2 separate regions of the Xenopus laevis genome follow, and region 1 is linked to region 2. The links are chromatin contacts, called in public Hi-C maps. All regions are on one chromosome and are shown on one strand. The core of a region is the stretch at or near the end of the contact, and the rest is flanking DNA. Distances in the headings are between cores, read along the strand shown.

Region 1 (3,914 bases), core at 1,034-3,533, 94 kb before region 2:
GGCAGAGGGTACCCGACTAGGGGTAGGCAGAAGACCCTTCAAAATGTAACTGCCCAGTGCCCCCAACCCATCATTGCACCCTAGGCAGGTTCCTCTTCTGGCCTTGACTAGTTGATCTGCTCTTGGATTGATGCTACATCTGATCAATGGTGACATCACTTTTGTTTCACTGCTCTGCCCAACTGGACCCATGCAGGACTCGTACTCGTACCTTGTGCACAAATTACAACATCATGTGATGATCCACCCAGCCATTGCCACTTACTGTATATGGAAGCCCTGCCCATAACACACACAACCAATCCAACACCTCTCACAAGCCCTGCCCCATAACAGCCCACTGATAGCACCCCTGTTACCCAGCCAGGGTCGGACTGGATGATTCGGGGTCCACCAGGTTCAAAACCTCTGGGGGCCCTCACGTTGCGCATGCGCGAACAACGACGTCACGTATTCACGTAGGCCTGTATTTTTTTTTTTTAAGGACCAGCCAATCAGGGAGCGGGTCTGGGCCGGGGCCCATCGGGTTTTTTCCTGGGGACCCGTCGGCCCAGTCCGACCCTGTCCCCAGCATTGTATGATGTTTTTATTGTATGGCACTTTGTGCATGTACTGTTACTGCTCATACCTTTAACCTTGTTCAACTGTATGGTTTATTGGTTATTTTTGCATGTATTCTGTATGTTCATTGTATCCACCCATTTATTGTACATCTCTGTGGAATATGTTAAAGCTATAAATACCTGCTAACAAATAAAGCAAACACAATGTTGTAAGTATATAGGGATTACAGGGACAGTCTTTGTCTATATCTGTTTGCAACAGAATGCAAGACATTTGACACTATAGTTGCTGTTTTTGGTAAAGGATGCTCTTTGGTTGACAATTTTGGCATTTCCATGATTTTGCGGAAATAGAAATCAAAGCACACGCCATTGTGGCTTATTTCCCCTAATTGTGAATAGTTCCTATGTAGTTTGTGCAAACGGAAGTTATTATCCCAAAAAAAAAACCCCACAGATATCTGCAGCTCTAGGTAATAATCCTGTATGCCATTATACACAGATTCAGATTGATCTGCCAGAGCACCAGAGAACCAGAGAATCTCCTGGTGGTTCGGGCCCTAATTGGCCCCAGAGTAGGGAAGCTTCCATCAGCTTTTATTGCCACCATAGATCTGCAAATAAATATATATCAGTTAACACTGAATATGTCTAGTCTTTGGGAGACTGGGTCCTTAAAATCAGATTCTTTAATGAACCCTAGAATGCCCAGCCTGATACATTACAGGTATAGGGTCCATTATCCTAAATCCCGCTTTCCAGAAAGCTCCAGTTAAGCCATCTCCCATAGAGTCAATTATAAGCAAGTAATTATAATTTTTAAAAATGATTTCCTATTTTTCTGTAATAATAACATTACCTTCTACTTGATCCCAACTAAGATATCATTTGTTCTTATTGGAAGCAAAACCAGCCTATTGGATTTAAATAATGTTTCAATGATATTTTAGTAGACTTAAGGTACGGAGATCCAAATTACAGAAAGATCCCTTATCAGAAAACCGCAGGTCCCAATTATTATGCCTGAACATGTTTGCTTGGTGCTGGCAATCATCACTGCAGTTCTGTTATCCTTAAGGTGGCCATAGACGTATAGGATCTCTCCCCGATATGCCCACATTGAGGTTGGCGATATCGGGCTGATCCGATCGTGGGCCCACATAAACGCACAGATGCGACTGCAATCCGACAGGATTTTTTAACCTGCCCGATCTGTCGACTTTCGGTCACATATTGATCGGGGAAGCCCCACACATGGGCCAATAAGCAGCCGACTCGGGGGCCTTTAGACAAGGAAATCCCCTTTGTCTTTATATCAGTTTCTCATCAGCAGAACAAGATGTGACTCCTGACTTCCTACTGGAAAGCTACTGTAGTTGTACTAAGTGAAAAGCCTCTACAGAAAGCACCTCTTAGGCAGAGAAATAATTGCAATACTTTGAGAAAGTTCTGAGATACTTTTTCCCATATGATATAGCCAAAGGGCAGTCAGTTACAGTACAAGGCACATTGAAGAGGAGACAGCTAGCAGCATTACCCAAATAAATTGACTATAGGAATAAATAACAAGCAGGGCAGCATTGTGTGGGAGACCAACCTTTGCAATATTACATGCCCACAGGTGTGAAGGAGTTAATGGCAACATTTGAAAGAGAAGTGAAGGGGGGAGGAGAGGGGAGGATCAGATTTTAGGGAGAAACAGATCCCCTCCTCCTGAGTACTGCAAGAACAAATGGGATATTCATCAGGAGTCTGTTAGTGCCAAGGAGCCTCCCAGAGGAGAATGAGTCTGGCGATCTTCTTTATAAAGCCCAGGCAGCCTCTGTGCTACTGAGTCGCACTGGGATCGCTGCTGCTGCTGCTGCTCAGACATGAACTGCTTCCCTGGCTCCCTCCTCCTCCTCCTTCTGCTGCTGCTGCCATATGGCATCTCAGGGCAGCAACCCAATGAGAGGTAAGGGGCTCTGCGGGTGGTGGGCATCACTGATAGACCCTTGGAATGGATAAATGTTTTTATGCCCTACATGCAACAACCCATCCCATTAATCTAATACTAAATACATATATATGCTGCCCCTCTCTATCTCCTTGGTGCTATGTTGGGAACACGTGAGTGGCTGTATCTAAGGATGGACCTTTTGCACTGGCCCTTTCTTAAACATTTCCCATATATACCCCATTCCCCTTTGGTACAGTCACATAATTCTTCATTCTGTCTTATGGTAAATTAAGATTGGGCTGAGTGGAGCATTTGCCCTGCCCCTTGTTCATTTCAGGGGATGAGTTCAATGTGCAATTAAGATTGTTAGCCATTGTTACTAGACATATCAGATATGTAGTGAGCGGCAGCTTTTATTAAGCCATCAAAAGCCCAAGCCAATCAGCCAATCAGACCTTAAAACAGTCTACAGACTTAAAGCCTTGGCCCCCCTTTGCTGTATAACATTTGGTGCCCCGCTGAAATTCATGATACTAATATTCATTTTCCTATATATCAAGGTATTTACAGGATGGCATATAAGTATTTACCCTCAGGCTTCATCCTTATTGACCTTCAGACTGGGCCCCTATAGGGGAGCCACAGTTTGAGAACCACTAAGCTAAATTATAAGCCTACGTGCATTTGTTTTTCTACTCCAGAACAGAGCCAGCCAGGGCTACATTGCCAAATGGCCAGGGAGGTCTCAGTGCTGGTGGGAATCAGATAGCATGTAATTAGTGGCCCATGCAGTGCAACTGTTGAAATAAGCAGAACAGTAAATGGAGCTAAAAACAGCTCACCTACTACTTTGCAAACCACATAGAACTGCTGCAGAATCTCACGTGCAACCAGCTGTATTCATTCATAGACCTCCATTTATTATGCAGCACATTTCTTGTGGCATTTACTGTAACCTAACTCCCAACATTTCTTCTTGTAAGAGGTAAATTTCGTGTAAAGTGTTATGGGTATTGGTGAAAAAGTAATTTTGCTGTAGGGGGTGATCTAGCGTATAATTGGTATTGTTCTACGTTTTGCATGTTTTGGAATGTGCTCTTATATAATACAGGGTAATGGGTTAATTTGTGCACATAATGCCCAGCGGATGGGAAAGATGTGACTAATTTGCTTGCGTAGAAGGACACATTGCTGGATTCATGTGCCTGTATCTAATTCTTTCCTTTGCACCAGCATGCTGTATTAGTCAGATTTTGGCTTTTCGTGTTAGTGTGGAGTAGCAATGGGGCATTCAAGGAACATACAGTATATCCTCTCCAAATGCTCACAGAATTATTTTAGATGTAGTTTTATTTTGTTTTCTTAGTAGTGGGCTATTACTGTTCCAACTTGGTTTGATCTTTTCCATGGTT
Region 2 (3,893 bases), core at 1,098-3,597:
CTGGGCAGAGTCTCCAGATCACAGTCCAGCAATGCACAGGTGGCTCAGTCGGCAAAGCAGATGTACTTCTAACAAATCCACTTTGGGTAAATTCTGTTACAGTTCACTGTTGGGGGGCCCAGGAAAAGGGCTGAGAATTATTGCTCTGAAGCCGAATAAGCAGCAGTTCTCCAGCTGTTTTTTAAGCATTTTTTCTGTCATCCTCAGCCAACAACCTTCTGTTAAGGATACTCTCACATTGGTCTAACTTTAACTGTTTTATAACCAAATATATTTTGGAATGTGAACATAGAAAAAGAACAGTAACTCTAGGGGTCTTGGTTATAAGGTAAGAACCTGACTATATTGTTAGTCTGCTAATGGGGCCTTGAACACTAAAAATGGGGGGACTGTTATAAAAGGTGCAAAGTTTGCTCTAGTATAGTAAACCAACCTATACGATGTTTTAATTAAAACAGGTGAACAATAAATACTCTCTGCTGATTCATTGCTATAGTTTGCTTGACCTATAAATAAAAACTTTGCAACTTTTATTACATTTCCCCCCAATAACTGAAAACCCGTTGTGCTAAAAGTTCCCTTTTGCAGATGGGAGATTTTGCATGGACTTCTTTGGTGCAAGAACTCATTACATGCCTGCAAATGTATTTGAAATGATGTGAAGCATCGACCGGTTAAAATGTGATTTTCTGTTAATGCACAAAAACAGACATTTAGAAAAGAAACGTACTTAGCATTACTCATTTTGTCCTCGTCCGAAAGATTTTCCCTTTTCACCATTTCCGGATTAATGGCTTTTGGTTCAATGGCATCAATTAAATCCAAAACAGGAAGGCTTGTGCTAATGGATGAATCCTAAGAGATATTATATTATTAATATTTTGTCCTGTAGCTGTAACTAAATGTAACCTTTAATGGGTTTACATGGTAAGATTAGGTGATTGCTAAGGAAGGTCTTGACCCCTAACCCTACCACCCTATATATGGCCGCTCAGACAATGGCACCCAGAGTTAGACTTGCAACTTGCAGCTGTGCACGCATCGTTCTTGTAGCCTTGCACCAAACCATTACTAGAATTACATATATAATATCCAACCGTCCTTGTCAATATTGTAACTATATTGTTAGCTAAAAATGTACAGTATGTAAAGCATCAGATAAAATATGGTATGCCCCTGTTGTTATTTTTCGAGCCAGAGCATGCCTAGAATAAAACAGTATTTGCTGGGTGTTCCTGACAGCATTTAACTAATGTGGAGTCTTGGGCCCCAGTTTGGGAGTACAGTACAGTTACATCTAGCCCCACTGTGGCCATATTGCCTGAATAAGTTGAATGAATAAAATGCAAATCATGAGTACTGTGCATGAACCTACAATGCAGGGCTGGCACCAATATGTTTAGATTTAACCTGGTTAAAAGAAAACTTATAATCGATGAATATACTGAAAAACTCAATACATACAGCAGCCATCGTCTTTCATGAAGCTGACTGTAAGCAATGAGGCTATAATAAAAACATTTCTGTTTTGCCTTTTTACAGTAATTGTTGTGGTAAATATAAATAATGACAGTTAATTGAAAGAGCAAAAGGAAAGGGAATTATACATAAACATCATTGTAGAGCATGCACAGATCTCCATCTACTGTGACCACATAACTCTGGGATAATTGCTTCAAACTCCAACCTGAACTCATCAGGCCCCTCCTTCTTCTGTATTACATTAGTTATGATGGGCTTGTGTCTTTCTATATTATCACTTGAATGTGAATGTGTTGTACAAGTGCAATTTAAGAAAAAATGGATTCCATAAGTTGTGAATTAGTTGTAGTAGTAGTTTTTACAGGTGCTAAGTCACCTTCCTTTCAAAGCAGTAGTTTTGTTATAGCTGAGATACCTTCTGTTATAATTATATAATGATAATTGGCAGGGTCAGATCACTTTCACCCATTGATAAATACGCCTTTCAAAATCCCATAGAAATGAATGGAGAGCTGCAGAATTTCACTCTAGTGGCGGAACTTCACTCTTTGATAAATTTACCCCATTGTGTTTTTGCCGCGACCAGCTGGTCAGGGTGTGGATCTGGGCTGGCGGGACCCATAATAGACGGGGTCCCACCAGGTTTTTTTCCCAGTGTCCCGCCCTCCCAGTCCGACACTGATAACTGGTACTAATAGTCAGGGTCAGACTGGGCTAGCGGGACACCGGGAACAAACATGTGGGCCCCACCGACCCAGTCCTGCTCCCTACCCTGGAGCTGAACTCTTACTTCCCTCAATTGCAGCTGCAACAAAATAAAAAAATATATGCCTGGGGGCCGGAGGGGGGCCCAAAGGCAGAGGGGGGCTCAGTGGCATAGGGGGGTTGCAACTGGAGCCAGGAGGCTAAAGGCAATTGGGGTTGCGACTGGGATAGGGTTCCTAGAGGCATGTGTGGGCCCCTGAGGCGGCAGCCTCGGTGGGCCCTGGACCCCCCAGTCAAATGCTGCTAATAGTTAGATGTACATACAAAAATGAAACAGAAATAACATCCTGGTATGGTAGTAAAAGTAAGTAATAGTTTAAGGGTATGGCACAGCAGGCCTCTGGACAGCAGTGGTGAGAAAGTGTAGTTTAGGAGAGTCTAATCATAAAGCTACTGAAGGACTTTATCACTACAGAATAATAAAAAAGCAGCATCAAGATCCATAAAATCATTGCAAAACCTCAAGGGAGCATTTCTACATACAAGTTCAGCTTAGGGACAGAGCTACAGTATACTCCTTTGGGTCTATTTAATAAAAGGAAAAAAACAGTCTAGATTGCAGATCATTCTGAGGGTGTTGTGGTTATGTTGGGAGTGATTTAACTCTGCTTATAAAGTAGTGGTAACCCGATGGAACCGTGCTATTATGTTCTTTGTTTTAGAGATTGAATCACTGAGATATTTAATTATTTTTCATATTAATATGAATATTATTTCATATTTTATTATTGTGGAAATTATATTAACATGCAAGAGGAGGGTGAAGAAGTGAGTCAAGATAAACATTGCAAGGAAATTACTTGCTTATATAGGTATTCTTTCCTTTTTTCCCTTTTTGTGATTGTCATTCTCAATACTTGGTACACTGCTATGGGCTATGGCCCTGTTTTCATTTATTATATGGGTGGTGCCTATAATAACGTGACATTTTTAACATTGTAAATAATGTGTGGATTTTTCAATAAATAAAAGGCTGATAATGGTTCAGTTACAGGTTTACAGAATAGTATTTAACAATTACCTTAAAGCTGTTGATTAAAGTTTTCTTGTATGCACCAGCCAGAGTTTCATTCACCCAAGCGATGATGATTTGGTCGTCTATTTTTTGTCCTCCTCCCAGATCAGATAAAACAATTAGTGTGTACCTAATGAGAGAAATTAAGATTCACTTGCAATTTAAGACAAACAAGTGTGGCTTATCAAATGGCTTGGCAGTATGCCTACAAACATTAATTTACAGCTCATGTAGCACTTCAGGTATGGAAACTGTCATCCAGAATGCTCGGGACATGGGGTTTTCTGGATAACAGATCTTTCTGTAATTTGGGTATTCATACCTTAAGACTAGAAAATCATGTAAACATTAAATAAACCCAATAGGCTGGTTTTGCCTCCAATAAGGATTAATTATTTCTCAGTTTGGATCAAGTACAAGATACTGTTTTATTATTACAGAGAAATGGAAATAATTTTTAAAAATTTGGATTATTTGGATAAAATGGAGTCTATGATACATAGACTTTCTGTAACTTGGAGCTTTCTGGATAACAGGTTTTTCTGGATAATGGATCTCATACATGTACCAAATAAAGGAACTACTAGATTTCCATATTATGTCTGGCAAATTTGAAACAAATAGCTGTACT

What was found. A called contact is a pair of places that touch in the nucleus more often than the background predicts.
Region 1: a contact with region 2 is called in a Hi-C map of the XL177 cell line, with 2.2 times the contacts expected there. The contact joins the promoter of pcolce2.L here to the enhancer-like site in region 2. A contact is called at or near these places in 2 of 4 Hi-C or Micro-C datasets (the XL177 cell line and the XTC cell line).

The regions. Positions count from the first base shown.
Region 1 is chr5L:128,053,426-128,057,339 of Xenopus_laevis_v10.1, reverse strand. It overlaps pcolce2.L (procollagen C-endopeptidase enhancer 2), which reads left to right and starts at 2,283. Exons shown (of 9, transcript XM_018263818.2): 1 at 2,283-2,517. The coding sequence starts at 2,435.
Region 2 is chr5L:127,959,340-127,963,232 of Xenopus_laevis_v10.1, reverse strand. pls1.L (plastin-1) reads right to left here. Exons shown (of 16, transcript XM_041563386.1): 14 at 3,269-3,392; 15 at 731-855. Among protein-coding and RNA genes, the nearest start is that of trpc1.L, 9.2 kb to the left of the region's middle. Within about 2 kb of position 2,347, at least 1 of the 7 cell types and tissues checked has an H3K27ac peak or open chromatin away from gene starts, as enhancers often do.